4 separate regions of the Drosophila melanogaster genome follow, and all the other regions are linked to region 4. Evidence: chromatin contacts called from public Hi-C data. All regions are on one chromosome and are shown on one strand. The core of a region is the stretch at or near the end of the contact, and the rest is flanking DNA. Distances in the headings are between cores, read along the strand shown. Region 1 holds the start of CG13766. Region 2 holds the start of CG11050. Region 3 holds the start of CG31635. Region 4 holds the start of nrv1 (nervana 1).

Region 1 (3,568 bases), core at 848-3,347, 220 kb before region 4:
ATTAGTATGACGCTTACTAACAATTTTCATTGTTCATTGCATTGCATTATTTGACACATTTTAAATTTAGTTTTGTGCTCAATACCAGTTCCGGGACCTGGCCATTTGGTTTCGTCTTAACCAATTAATTATATTCTTTTCATTTAATAAAGGTTTTACTTTTCATTTTAATAATATGGTGTCTAATATTTCATAGTTAGACTGCACACACATAAATTTAGTTTTGCGCTCAATTCTAGTTCTAGGACTAATCAATCATTTTAACACGTTTTATTTAATAAAGTTTTTCAATTTGTATTTTATTACATCAACGAAATAATACAAAGATAGTGGTACAAATTAAAGCAACAATATACCTCGCATCCATGGGAAAATTGTGCCGACAAAAAGAGCAAAGGGAACTTGCAGAGTCTGACAATTGGGTCCTAATTGATGTACATATATCTATCAATTAGGAGGGGGTCTAACAAGTCAATGGAATATTTGGTTCGTTTTATCACAGCTTCATCCGATTGAATGAAATAACAAAGTGGGACAAATATGCACGACCAAAGCATTTAATCAATGCACTCTTTTGGTGGCCACCGAAACCGCCCAGCTGAAATTGTGGACACCCTTGTAATGATAAAAAACACTGTTAACAGAAAACGTACAAATAAAACGTTCTAATAAAATAATAAATGTGCAGATAACGGCCTTATACAAAACTAATTTAATTAATTTCAAATTGGCAGAAAGGTTACAAAAACTGGATTTAAACGTTAGTAATAATTACTATATTATAATCTCCGAAATACTTTATTTTGCATCTGTGCCAAAGTTTAATGCCATCTTGCAAAGAGGCGTAAACCATTCCAAAGCCGATGGAATTGTTTGGACATGGCGCCGAAAAATATTTGGTAAACAAAAAAATAACCAAATAAACGAACCTTATCTGAGAAGACACATAATTACCGTGGGAGCAGCTAGTAGCAGATAAACATATCAGTTCCACTTGTCACTTGGGCGACGTCTAGTACCTATTTATGTATTTACAAGGGCAAAGTTAGGGGGAAGAGCCGAGGCAGAGCCCTGACCAGCTCAAGGTCATTTCTTATCTCCGCCCTGCGGATCCGACAAGAAGTACACGATCTTCAGAAGCTCATTGAACTTTGGCGTATGCCTGGGATGGCGTTTCTCAAGGCCAGCAATCTGCTCGAGGGCCACTTCCACATCCACTACATTGCCTAAGATCGAATGCAGGCGCTGGGGATATTTTCTCGCGGCTCGCTCCACACGTTTGCGCGTTTTCTCCAGCATACTCAGTTGTTCCTGGCTGCTTACTTTGTGGTAGCTCACCACCAGCGTGTTTAGTTGAGGCAGACTATCGGCCAGTGGGAAGCCGAAGTCTTCTGCATCAGATAGGCCAAGTCGCTCTAGACGCTTGCTTCCCTCCGACTGCAGAATGGTCGCCTCCACGGGATACCGATTTGAGGTTAGGTCCAGGTGCTTTAGTGGCAATTGATCCAGCAATTCTGAGAGATGGGGCAGCTCCACGGAGCATTCGGGTGCGACTAGGGTCTTTAAATTGGAGAGTCCAGTGAGGTACTTTCCCGTGATGTACGCACTTGACACGCTCAGGCTACGCAGTTGGTGACAGCTCTTGGCTATAGTGCTAATCATGCTATTGTTCATGTTCTCATCCGCGATGCAGAGCTCCTGGAGATTGCTGTAATCCCGCCGCAGATAGAAGGCCAATTCGGGTCGCATCAGATGGCGACCCAAGTACGAGTCGAACGCCTTTTTGTGCACGTTCCAAATGTACAGCTCCTCCATTGCGGGACTGGTCAGTTCGAAGAAATATATGTAGTCCTCCTTACTCAGAGGTTTCAGCATGGAATCAGATACGGAAACCTTCCGGTACCGCGGCTTTCGCCACACAATTAGGCAGAGGAGCTCTTTGAAGCGCGGCGCTAGCCTGGCCATCTTGATCTGCTCCACGAGCGGCAGGAACTCTAGTATATTGCATACACAGTCATCGTTTAGCCTCTCCATTTTAAATAAGTTAGAGCCAGTATAAATAAATAAGTCAATATTATGTTCTTGCTTAAAACAGTGGGACCAGGTAGCGAGCGGCAAAATATACCGAGCAATTCTGAAATGAAAATACTGAATGCTACGAAACTAGTTAGTAACTTTCAAAGTATGTATATACTAAAATAGTAGAGGGTATCTGTTAACGGTATCTCAACTAAAGTCACTTTTCTTGTTTCAAAAAACTTTTAATAGATGATAATTAGCGAAATAAAAGTGCAAATAAAAGATGTTATATTATAAATGATTTTCGTGCAAAGTATAATATTATATATAAAAGTATAATAGGTATATATATTAATCTCAATTGTTTTTAGTTTTCATTTACATCTTGCGTTAAAAGTTTCTGCAATCGCCACAACAGCAATTGGAAAAACTTTCTACGTGCCCGGCGGCCCGCAAATCGCATTGCATACGTATCAATTAACATTTTGAGTGGGTTTCCATGTTGAACTGTCACTTTGATGCGCATGCTGCGGCATTCGGCGCCCCCAGGATGACCCCCTCCCCATCCCACACAACAAAATCGAAAGGCCCCAAACCAAAGGCCAATATCCCAGTCTGACTGTTGCCGCGCTTCTTTGGCTCGCATGATTTGTGCGTGATCATGCGAAATGTAAATTATTTATGTATTGTAGGGGCATTATCCTGCAGCAGTATGGAGTTCTGCTTTCCCTCAGTCCAGAGTCCAAATTCAAGAGTATGAGTAGTCTGCGTCTCGCCTTCACAATAGCGCAAAAATAGCCAACTGTCGGAGGAACCCTTGTCAGGACATGGGACGCCAATTGATTGGCATTAGTGGCGGGATGGTGGCAATAGCTGATGTGCCCGGAATAACGAATCGGAGCAAAAAATTAAAGCAAACATTTAAAATGTACACTCCATCGCTATCGTAGATGCCATAAATTGGAATGGTGGAGAAATTAGGTCACTGAACCCACATCATGTTTGCTGTAAGCTGACACCTTTCTTGATTACATACGAGCACATATACATACCCTATAAATTATAACATACAATAAGAGAAGAACACATTTGGGCTGTCGTAGAATAAGGTGTACTTCAAAGACAGTAAATAATGGTCAAAAGTAGCAATTATCTTTGCTACGTGGTTTCTTTAACTTAATGAATAACAATGCTTAGTAAATTTGTGTTATATAATGACAATGACTAAGGATACTTCCACCCAATTGTAGGCCACTGAAATTGGATAATGACCGTGGTGACATACGTGAGTCATGGCCGTGACTGCGAATCCTCCTCCACCACCGATACAGATACTCCTGCCCCGGCCGCTTCGGGTTTCTCCATTTAAGTGGCCGGCAATTTGTGCCGGACATTTTCATCGTGGCGGCTCAATTACTGGCGTGATTAGAGCGGGCAACCATGCCATTTATGCCATCCGTGCATTATACACAATATTTTCATATTTGTTCCTGGGTGGCAATTAGACGCCCGCCGAAATCGCGTCGATAAATTATTAGCTGCCAAAACG
Region 2 (3,141 bases), core at 524-3,023, 180 kb before region 4:
GACTTTTGGCTGCCGACAGGAAACTGAAATGCTACCGAGTGCTTAGCTCCGTTTGCAATTTCCGTTTTGTCACATTTGTCTAAGTGAATGGAAATTTATGCAGCTGCTCCGGGCAAATTATGCTGCCTGGTTGCTGGTTGCTGGTTGGGTTAATGCTTTATTCACGGTCCAGCGCTTAATGAAAGAGTCATTACACTCATTCATTCATTCAATCGCTGATTCATTCATGAGCAGACGAGAGCGCGTGTCCTTTGTTTTCCACTTCCCATCGATTCCTGCCTCGGCAGCTCCTTGTTGTTGTCGTTAATTAATTGATTTCCATTGATGCCGGGGTAGCATTAATCATACGCCGCGTTGGCCCATCGACCGTGGCAGACTATTGTTATTCCTTCCTTAGTGCCTGTCCTCCAACTTCTTCTTATTCGCAATTTTTCCTGTCATTCGGCGCAGGCTTTCAATTTCCCTGCAGGAATGCAGTTTTCTGTCAAAGTTTTTCATTAGCGCTTCACTTGCCAGTTACGCAGCAAAATAAGGAAATGGATGAAAAGTTGCATCTGCTGAAATTGAAAAATTTTTGGTATGCCCCTCAAAGAGATTCAGCTGCGCCGGAAGATAATCAAGTCCTTGGGACATTGCAAAAATAAGTTGATGTTGCAAAATCATGCATATCTATATCAGTAAATATATAAAGGATATATATATTCAAACTTCTATCTTTTTTGTTGACTGAGTGCTACAACTTTTCCTAATGCCATTGTAAAAGATTTTAAATTGATGATGGGTAAAATTGTGCAGCAATTTATTCGAATCAATTATGAAATTTGCGCAAAAGATTACACCAATTTAATTGCATACCGCCGATAAAATAAATGTTAATACATTTTCCATTGAGGATTTCCACAAACGCAGTTACAAAAAAAAATACAAATAAGCCTGCACTTTGACTGCTAGTTGACCCATAAATAAATCATTTCCGCAAGCAAAGCGCTGTTGCATAATAGATGCAACGGATTTATGTGCGGTAATGTTGTCTAAAATATGCATAAGTCGTAACCGTCGATTTAAATTTATTCATAATCCGCATCGCCCAACCGGAAGCCGTCCAAATTATCGCCCAGTCCCCCAAAAACGCGACTGCCAACGTGACAGTTGGCTGGAATCAATTAAATTGGCTTGTGGTCGCACTGCCCTCCAGATCCATTGGATCCATTTTGGGCTTAGTGGTTGACGTTTTGACAGTTTTAGTCTAACTCATTCCGCGCTTAACTGCCTTAGAAGCGACTTATTTGGCGACCTATTTCTGTCAGAAAGCGATTGCAATATAATCTGGAAAGTAAATAATTATAACAAAGTAGCTACACAAGAAAGCGGTTTAATACAGAGCTTGAATCATGAAATATTAATAAAAAACAGATACACAGTGGGTATTGCTTGGGTTAAATCTCTTAAGTATTTCGAAGGATATTTAATCCTTCAAGCTATATGTTGCTGATGCGAAATCTTTGCGAATTCAATAAATCATCACAAATGTTACTTCTTTTTAATGATTTAAGCCATAACCATTTTTGCCCTTTAACCCTTTAACTTTACTTATTTTACTCACTCCTCCTTTTTGTTGCAGTGTTAAATGCAGGGCGCTGCCAGACTGCCAGAAAATGTTTTCATCCAAGTTTATCACCAATACAGTAAGGCTCGGAGTGAAACCACGAATTTCGGTTTACCCAGCCCTGATGACTCAAGCAAGCAGCTGACCGCCGCTGCTCGATGGCATTTTGCCGTGACCTGGTCACACCGACGCCAACAGCTGCTCGCGGTCAGAATAACGAAAAGTGTAACCGAAAAAAGACAATTGTGCAATTGCTGCGAAAAGCCAACACAATTGAATAAAAGAGCGCGCAACATTGTTTATTTGCCCGTCGGCGGGCGAGAGATCGAGTGGATTGGTGTATTAAATTAAAAATATTCATCGCAGCACGATGCACAGCGCTTGGTGATGCAGAATGCAGATTGTTGAGCTGTTGCATAAATTCCGTTAGTAATTCTAACTATTTCGTTTTGTTGTTGTAGTTGTGCGCGTGTGCGATGTGTGTGTGTGTGGGTGTGCGATGGTATCTAATTACAAGCGCTGTGGCCGCGGCGGTCGCGTTGCCGAATCAAAAGAAAGCATTTCAGTTTCTCATCGGCGGGCGCAGCTCATAGTCGTCAACATTGCAACGAACTAACGGTGCTTACGTGCCACACGACGCACACAACGTACCGCCACGAATTCCCCCTCCCCGCGATCGAACGCCTTCACCTTGAGCTGCCTGTCAATTCTCGGCATCGCTTCCTATTTATTCGCTGCCCCTGTTCTAACGGAACTTCTTGCACCCAGGTAGCCGAACTACACACACACACACACACACGTGCATCAGAGAAACAGCTGCGGCGGTAAAATAGTGCGCAAAATTTGAAGTCGATTGTGTGTTTCAGCCATTTCCATTCCATAGGCACATACATAGGTGCAAACAAACTTTAATTTCAAACGGTTCCATTCATGTATAAATTATTTAATTATTTCACTTTAGTTTTGTATATCATAATTTACTGCAAACTAAGATTTAAAACTCTTGTGATTGCTTGGAATTCCTGTTAAATCCTTTGTAATATTTTAGTGTTATTGTTTTGAACCGAACTGTACCAACATACATATAAACATACATTTTCATGTTTATGTTTATATGAGAGACTGGGAAGAAAAGTGCCGACAGCTGATAAGAAACTAATTATTTTTGCCCATCGATTGCACTTTGGACGACCTATAAAATTTAAAAAGCAATATCATTTTCGACATTGTGTTTTGCAATAAATAAATAATTTTTAATTGCCTCAGTTCGTTTTGTGTTTTTGCGAAAAGTGACTGGTTGTGTGCATAATATACATTGCATCAGCCTATTGAAGTGGAAATATCATTAAAGTATTAATACTTTAAATTTTTAAAAATATATTACTTGTCTCGCATTTTTTGTTGTTAATTAGTGTGAAATTACAGATCAAGTGCTTTCAATTCGTTTTTAAGTAGATTTTAATTATGCCTAAATATGCATATTTCCATAAATCAACAGAAACGTAGATAACAGTTTATCCCATGACACTTTATTT
Region 3 (3,675 bases), core at 56-2,555, 140 kb before region 4:
GGACTACTGAGTTGTTAATGTTTTTTGCGAAGTTTTTCTTTGATTTCCGTGTTTCTTTTGCTCTCCACTTTTATCAGTTTCGGTCAAGATATTTGTATTTGATTTTACGCACCAAGGCTTGGCGCACTTTGTTTCCACGCACCCAAATCTCTTCTTTTTTTTGTTATACAACTTTTGGCGAAGGATTACTCTTTGTGCAGCCAATCAGTTTATGTGGCGTTTTATAGGGCATTTAACAGAACCGCGCTCCATTCAGCATAGCGTGCAGCTATCGACCATTAGGCATCCGCGACCCAACAACAACCGATCACAAAGACGTTGAAAATGCGAAAGATAGAAATAGAAACTGAGTTGCGCATTTTCATGCTGTGTCCAACGGGCGGTGTTGCCAGACTGCCCGCACGCAGGTTTGTGATAAAGGACTGTTTATGCTAAGTTAGAATTCTTGAATTTCATGAAATTACGAATTACGATCGAAATACGTTAACACCAATAATTTCAAAACAAGCATATTCTGAAGCAAGACCGTTTTTCCAATAACTGGACATTGATTATTATAATTAATAAAAGTGATTGAATTAAAACTGAGCTAAAAATAATAGCCCTATTATAGTTTTAGTTCTTTAAAAATTTTTTGAATTGGCGACGTGTAAGCCATTTTAAACTCTGCCGACGATCTGGCAACCCCTCCACGTGTGCTCTTTTCACGCACCCTCTCGCTCACACTCCCTTAAATCGCAAGCAACATACAACATCAAAACAATAAGTTTCTGTACACATGCTCCCGGATTTTCACTTAAATTAGCATCTTAATTATAAACTGCACAAGTTATTGGTTTTAAGGCTACATTATCGGGCATATCACACAAAGTTATCCGCTGCTCTCTTAATCGCTCTCTGAATTCCACAATATGATGTCAGAGGAAACCTTTTTCCGTACACTTCGTAAGGTAATAATAAATTGGAATCCAATACGCCAGCTTTCACTGAGTACTTTGTTGGACACCGGCGACTTTTTTCTAAAAAGCTAGCCCAAATTTTGCGCGTTACATTTTCGGGTGAAGTGCATAAAGGAAAAAAAAAACAAACTTCAATTTTCAAGGTCACTGCTGAAGTTTTCCAGCCACACACACGCACATAGTCCTGTCGTTTGCCACCCACTGCAGCACTCAGAGCGTTCCGAAACCGAGCATTAGGATTATTCAAAGTGAAGAGGCTTACTTCGCACTCAAATTTAGTTACTGGGTTTACAAAATTTCCTCCGATGGAGCCGCGAAACTGGCGAAACAATTTACGAGCTCTGGCCAGTGTTACCAACTGCTCCAAGTTCTCTATATCTGAGTTATTTCGCACAACGCTATCTGGCGCGCATAGTATATGGCATTCGCACTGAGTCGAAAAAGATAGCAGATACTGTGAACTAGAATTCAGATAACTTAAACAGAATGTATTTAAAACATATAAATTTCAAAGGCCATTAAATACAGCAATAAGATTTGATAATAAATCATATCTGTGGAATAGTTGAAACAGACCCGAAATGCCCCTTTCCTATTTCGGTATTTTTCTGAGGCCACACAGCATTCCTTGGCGCACCCAGTACGGTCACACGAATGAAAAGCCAACTCAGCTGAAAGTGAACCCATTTTTATACACAAAAAATTAGTAGCTGCAGCGAAATAAGTTGATTTCACACGACCACTGCGCCCCGAAAACAATGCAAAATGCGGCTGACCAACGAGAAAGCAACAATGCAGCCCCAGCTGAGTGATTTGGCCCTGGTCCTGGGCCTGTTGATCTGCTGTCTTCCAACTTTGACGTGGGCTGCGACTCTCTCCGACAAGCGACTGTGCGCCGACCCGAAATGTGAACGTAAGTTGTAATCTATGGCCAGACAAGTCAGCCTTGGACCTCCGGCACAGCCATGTCTCTTAAAATTGCATAATTAATTTTGCGTTTGTCTGGTTTATGCTTGCAGAAATCATTTCGATGGGCATTGCCAAAATCACCTACGCCATTGGTGGTGAGGGGCTGATATCCTTCAAAATCAACTCCCCCATCCGCGTCCTGTCCAAGAGCGCCGGTTCCAATATGCAACTGTGGGGTGTGGACATCAATGGGCGGCGCGGCTATGCCAATAAGGACTTTATCATGGAAAAGAAGATCCTCGTCCGGGATAAGGATCTATTGTACGAGGTGCCAGTGGTGGGACCTGGTAGTCCAGTGCAGTCAGTGGAGACACCAGTTCAGAGCGTCGAGACGACAGTGCAGCCTGTTCTTAACGCCTCTGAGTCAACCGATGATCTGGCAACGACTACAACGTCACCACTTGAGATAGCCGTTGATTCAATAGTGGTTGAGCACGACAAGCTGCAGGATCAGCAGGTTCCTGATCCTACTGCGGCTTCCAAGGCCCAAGTGCAGGTTATAGAAGGAACTGAGCTTCCCCTGGAGGCCATTGCAGCTACAACGGAAGGTAGCATTGTTCCAGAGACGGCAGCAGACCCCCAAGAAGCAACAAATCTCGACTCGACAGTTGTTGATACGAAAGAGCCACAGGCATTAAATTCGGAGGCCATTAAATTGCAGGAAGAGCCAAAAGCACAGCAACCTGCCACAGAAGCTGAGAAACCTCCCCCACTGCCCCAGGCTATCAACGCTGAACTGGAAGACGCTGACGATTTCGATTACGGGGATGACGAGACAGATGACGACTCCCAACAAGGTAGTCAAGATAACGAATCGATCGTAGAGATAGCAAACGATAACAAATCAATTAACGAATCGATTGAACTGAAACCACTTTCGGTCGCGCAACTGAAGAAAACAGATAAAGTGGAGGATTCAAAGGATGAGACTAAAGAAAAGCATGCAGAAATGGAAGTCTCCAAGCAGGAAGATTCTTCCTTACCCACTGAGACCTTAAATGTGACGGCACTCGAAGAGCAAATTGATCAGAAGGAATTTCCGAAGCAGGTACTGGATGCAGCCGTGGAATTAAAGTCGTCAGATCCTCTGCCAGTTGAGGAGGTCACCGAAACTGTGGCTGAGCCACCACGAACGATTGTCGAAGATAAAATTAATGAAGAAATAGTTCCGGTTTCAGCTAAAATCCAAGCAAAGCCTGCAACAGTTAACCCTACCGAACCTATTGTTGCTCAATCTGATGCGGAAATAAAAGCGCCATCTGAGTCAGTAATCAGTTCAACCACTCCCGCTCCTGTCGTTGAAGAGGCACCACAGAAAGCAGATCCTGTTGGTCTGCCGCCCCTCTTTGAAAAGAAGAACTTTGAGAATCCCAATAATTATTACAAGCAATTGCAGGAGGAACAGGAAAAACAGAGACTAGTTGCAGAGGCGGAGGAGCAAAAGCGTTTACAAGAGGAAGCGGATCAGCAGAAGAGGTTGCAAGAGGAAGCTGCGCTGAATAAAAGGTTACTCGAAGAAGCCGAGCAACAGAAAAGGTTACAAGAGGAAGCGGAGCAGCAGAAGAGATTGCAAGAGGAAGCTGAGCTGAATAAAAGGTTACTCGAAGAAGCCGAGAAACAGAAAAGGTTACACGAAGAATCAGAGCAGCTGCAGCGCTCAAGTGAGGAAGCGGAGCCACAACTGAGCGTTCAGGAAGCCAACATGCAGCAGCTTAATGACTCTGTGGATTCGCAGTCCAACGAAATC
Region 4 (3,597 bases), core at 18-2,517:
GTTTAATGTTCGATTCTAAAACTTTCTAGATTCTTTTCACTTAGCCATTATCACATTGCCAGCGGTTGCTCAAGGTGATTGTATTTCTTAATAATATTTTTATGACTGCCTTAAGAAATCCCACTTCATCATGTTGTCTCGTAATGAGTTTATCTATTTTATGGCGTTGACTAAACATTTTCGAGACACCGCAACGGAGATTTCCGTAGTTGCTTCTTTACCTCATCCCGTTTCCCACACTATGACTCGCCAAATCGACTGATAAGCCTGTAAATACGACCGCACGCTCCTCATATATAGTTTCCATTACCATATGACGGACAAGTGTCTAGTTATATACAATAAACAATCGCATTTTTGTTTCTATGTGCTTGGAGCTTGGAGTGGATGCAGATATCTCATCGGAGGGGCATGCAGATAAGTACTGGAGTGCCTATACTGCATGGAAATTTGGGAACTAGCATTCAAACATTCAAATTATATATTTTTCGAGTTAAAACTAATTCTAAAATGTTAAATGTATGTATTTAAAAACCACAAACAGACTCAATGGATAGAATAGAAATGACTCACAGTGGTTTTAGTCTTATCCTCTTGATGGAACCTAATTCTTAATCTTTTTCAGGCATTCATTTTGAAGTTGTCTACTGATTTTGTTTGTTATTCAGTAGAGTTGTAAAGAACTTACTCCAACTTTTTCCGGTGCGTCCGAAGAAGGTGCCTTCCTGGGGATTGTAGATCATTTCCGAGAAGGTTTGCTTCTTCGCTGGCTGCGGGAATTCGAATTCGCCTTTGGCGCCCTTTCCGTTATTCTTTGACATTGCGGCGCTGTTCTTTCGCACTTGTTTACGGTTAGCTTTTCAGTATTCGATTCGATTCGAAAATTTGGTTTATACTTTTCGTTGATGACGTGGACGGCGCGAAGGCTACGAAAACTGATTTATGTATACGTTGTGCTGTGTATATGCGATGATTCAGCAGACTCGAAACTGAATTCTCATTTATTTTCGCACTCGCAGTACTCTTGAATATTTTTGAAAAACGTGTAATTATGCAATTATTTGCGCCTCGACTGCTCGACTGGTCTTAGAGTTAGGAAAATAAGTTAGAACCGATTTTGGGCGAAATAAGCCGAATCAGAAGCACAAACAAACGGGCTGGGAGCCACGAGAAGTTGTTGCCAACTCTTGGTTTCCCTGCTTCCTGCGACTGCGAATGGCGATGCGTGCTGCGTGTTGCGCTCTCGGCGAAAGATCACCAACTAACCGAACGCAGCCCCAAGTCACCCAGCAAGGCGAAAACTCAGCACCAGTGTTCTTCGCCCCTCAACACTCACACAGGCTCACCACGCGCCTCGCTCTTTCTCTCTCGTTCTCTCTATCTCTTGCGTTCTCGCAACAAAAGCTTCAAGATAAGAGTGATTGAGCACTGAGGAAAACGGGGTACATTTTCAGATAAATAGTTAAGGTAAAAAGCAAAGAAGACTTTTCTGACCAAATTGACTCTTAAGATCGTCAAGATATGTAGGTATTTCTATTATTTCCGATATTAAGCAGTCTAATAACGCATTGGTTTCCCATTTCAAGCTCATGTGAGTGATATCTTAGAAAGAATTCTGTTGCAAGCGATTCCTACAGGACATTACTCATCCGCAATGTGGGCTGACGTCTTTGTTTAAACTCTCAGATGTTATTGGGTATACGAAACGTGACCCAAAAAAGCATTCCACGTATCTAGGGTCAATTTTCTTGCAGTGTGACGTCGACAGCTGTTGAACGTATTCGACACTTTGCCAAGCAACATGAAAAAGGCCAAAGCAAAAGCGTTGGACCAGGGGGGAGGTTATGTGGCTAAGGTGTGAGTGTGTGTGAGCTGGGGGTTTCGTGTGTGTTTTACCTCTTAATGTTCTCTCTATCTCTCTCCATCTCCTTAGCTGGCTACGCAAATAGAATAAATGATTGAGTGCAGACAGTGGCCAGACAACAACACACCCGAGGGCAGTTGCTTGGGCCATGCAATTTTCGCCAGTGCAGCTAAGTGCTTTGCATTCAAAGGCTGTGGAGCCTAGACCGCACTTCACCCTCTAAGAATGTGATACGCTCCTGCTTTATAAATATTAAAATACAAAGCACAAAGAAAATCACACGCATACTAGCACAAGTCGCACTCTCTCTCTCTATCTCCCGTTCTCCCACTCTGGCGTTGACATGCGCGGAGAGTTGAGTACATTGGCTCCACTACACACTCCACCCACGCCCCTCCCCCTAACAATCGCCACCACCATTGTTACTCTCATTATGCTGGCGTGCTGTGTTGTACTGCGCTTTGTTTTGCTTTTCCACGCTCTCCCCAAACGGGTGGATCAGTTTTTTGGGCGCTCTGTGCTTCGGAAATTTCCACGCGGAAATCGGGAAAACTTTCTTTGTTATTGTTCCTCAATCATGGTTCGTCGTCATCAGCATCTGGATAATGCTAACGCTGCACTGAGAAAAATAAACTGTTTCTTACTCTTATATTCCATAACTATTTGCATATAATGGCTTAAGAATTTCAAAAAGAACCTCATAAGCACTATCTTTAGGGAAAATGGTAGAAAATTTACGAGGATTTTTTGTCGAGTGTTTAAAGCGTTGCCAAGTGTCAAGAACTTTCGAGTTGATTAATTCCCTTAAATGTGCACTTCCTTCTGCATGGCAACCCCCTTGCCCCTTGCCACATGAACCCACAACTCCCCCAACAATGGGTTGCCATTGCCAATTTTCCTCATTCTTAGACTGTTGCTGCTGATTGTGGGCATGGAGATGCACGGATAAATGGCCACGGCATTATGTTATTGTATCTCGGTGCTCCATCGTTGTAATCATCACAAGTTGATTAAATGACACTTGAAAACGCCAGGGTGGCTACGTTGTGGAGTCAACTCAATTGTGAGGCGCAATTCCTGCATCTCGGTTTATTGGGTTGTCAGACGAGAGGTGTTTAATCCTAAATGGGTCTTTAATAACTATGATAATTTGGTTAGCTGCAATCACGGGCTAGAATAAAATTGCGAATCCCTTAAGGGGTGCATTCAACTAGCTAAATGACGAACAAATACCTCTTGAATGACGTATATAATTTACCGGTGATAAGTAAGTCTACATACTGTAACTTCATACATTGCCCAATTGGATTTGACCGGTTATATCCATTTAACGGTCAACTGTCGAAGTAACTGCCTTGTTGGACTCTCTCTCTTTTGCTCATCTGAACTCCCTCAAATCTCCCGCATATCTCCAACCAGTTTATCCTGGTCCAAACCGATTTTTCAGACTTTGCTGTGTGCGTGTCGATCTTTAAATCTCGTAGAACTTCCTCATTAGAGGATGGGCTTTGGTTTTTTTTTTTATTTATCAACTGATTTCAGCAGCTACATGGCTTAGGTTCTGTGGACAATGGTCTGTCATTCAGCTAATTAGCTCTCAATTAGCGAATGTACATTGCTGGCATATTTGTGCATACGATAATAAGTGGAAAAGTCAAACAGTTGGAATACAAAATTCCAGTAATCTATTTTCCTCGTCGATCTTCTGACGTCACAGAAGTATTTTAGCAAAT

The links. A called contact is a pair of places that touch in the nucleus more often than the background predicts.
Region 1: a Hi-C map of the Kc167 cell line shows a contact between it and region 4, with 6 times the contacts expected there. A contact is called at or near these places in 4 of 107 Hi-C or Micro-C datasets (the Kc167 cell line, cellular blastoderm embryo, embryo and 1 more).
Region 2: a contact with region 4 is called in a Hi-C map of the OSC cell line, with 4 times the contacts expected there. A contact is called at or near these places in 9 of 107 Hi-C or Micro-C datasets (the Kc167 cell line, the OSC cell line, the S2 cell line and 4 more) and 1 of 7 datasets of targeted methods (the Kc167 cell line).
Region 3: a Hi-C map of the Kc167 cell line shows a contact between it and region 4, with 3 times the contacts expected there. A contact is called at or near these places in 7 of 107 Hi-C or Micro-C datasets (the Kc167 cell line, the S2 cell line, eye imaginal disc and 2 more).

The regions. Positions count from the first base shown.
Region 1 is chr2L:6,564,084-6,567,651 of dm6, forward strand. It overlaps CG13766, which reads right to left and starts at 2,098. Exons shown (of 1, transcript NM_001298752.1): 1 at 29-2,098. The coding sequence starts at 2,034. The coding sequence ends at 1,087. It overlaps Ent2 (Equilibrative nucleoside transporter 2), which reads left to right. Exons shown (of 1, transcript NM_001298751.1): 1 at 1-626.
Region 2 is chr2L:6,609,238-6,612,378 of dm6, forward strand. It overlaps CG11050, which reads left to right and starts at 1,774. Exons shown (of 5, transcript NM_135208.6): 1 at 1,774-2,031.
Region 3 is chr2L:6,647,809-6,651,483 of dm6, forward strand. It overlaps CG31635, which reads right to left and starts at 1,306. Exons shown (of 8, transcript NM_001273210.1): 1 at 1,222-1,306. It overlaps Tango1 (Transport and Golgi organization 1), which reads left to right and starts at 1,580. Exons shown (of 7, transcript NM_135214.4): 1 at 1,580-1,872; 2 at 1,979-3,675. The coding sequence starts at 1,725.
Region 4 is chr2L:6,785,594-6,789,190 of dm6, forward strand. nrv1 (nervana 1) reads right to left here and starts at 1,268. Exons shown (of 4, transcript NM_057819.4): 1 at 689-1,268. The coding sequence starts at 821.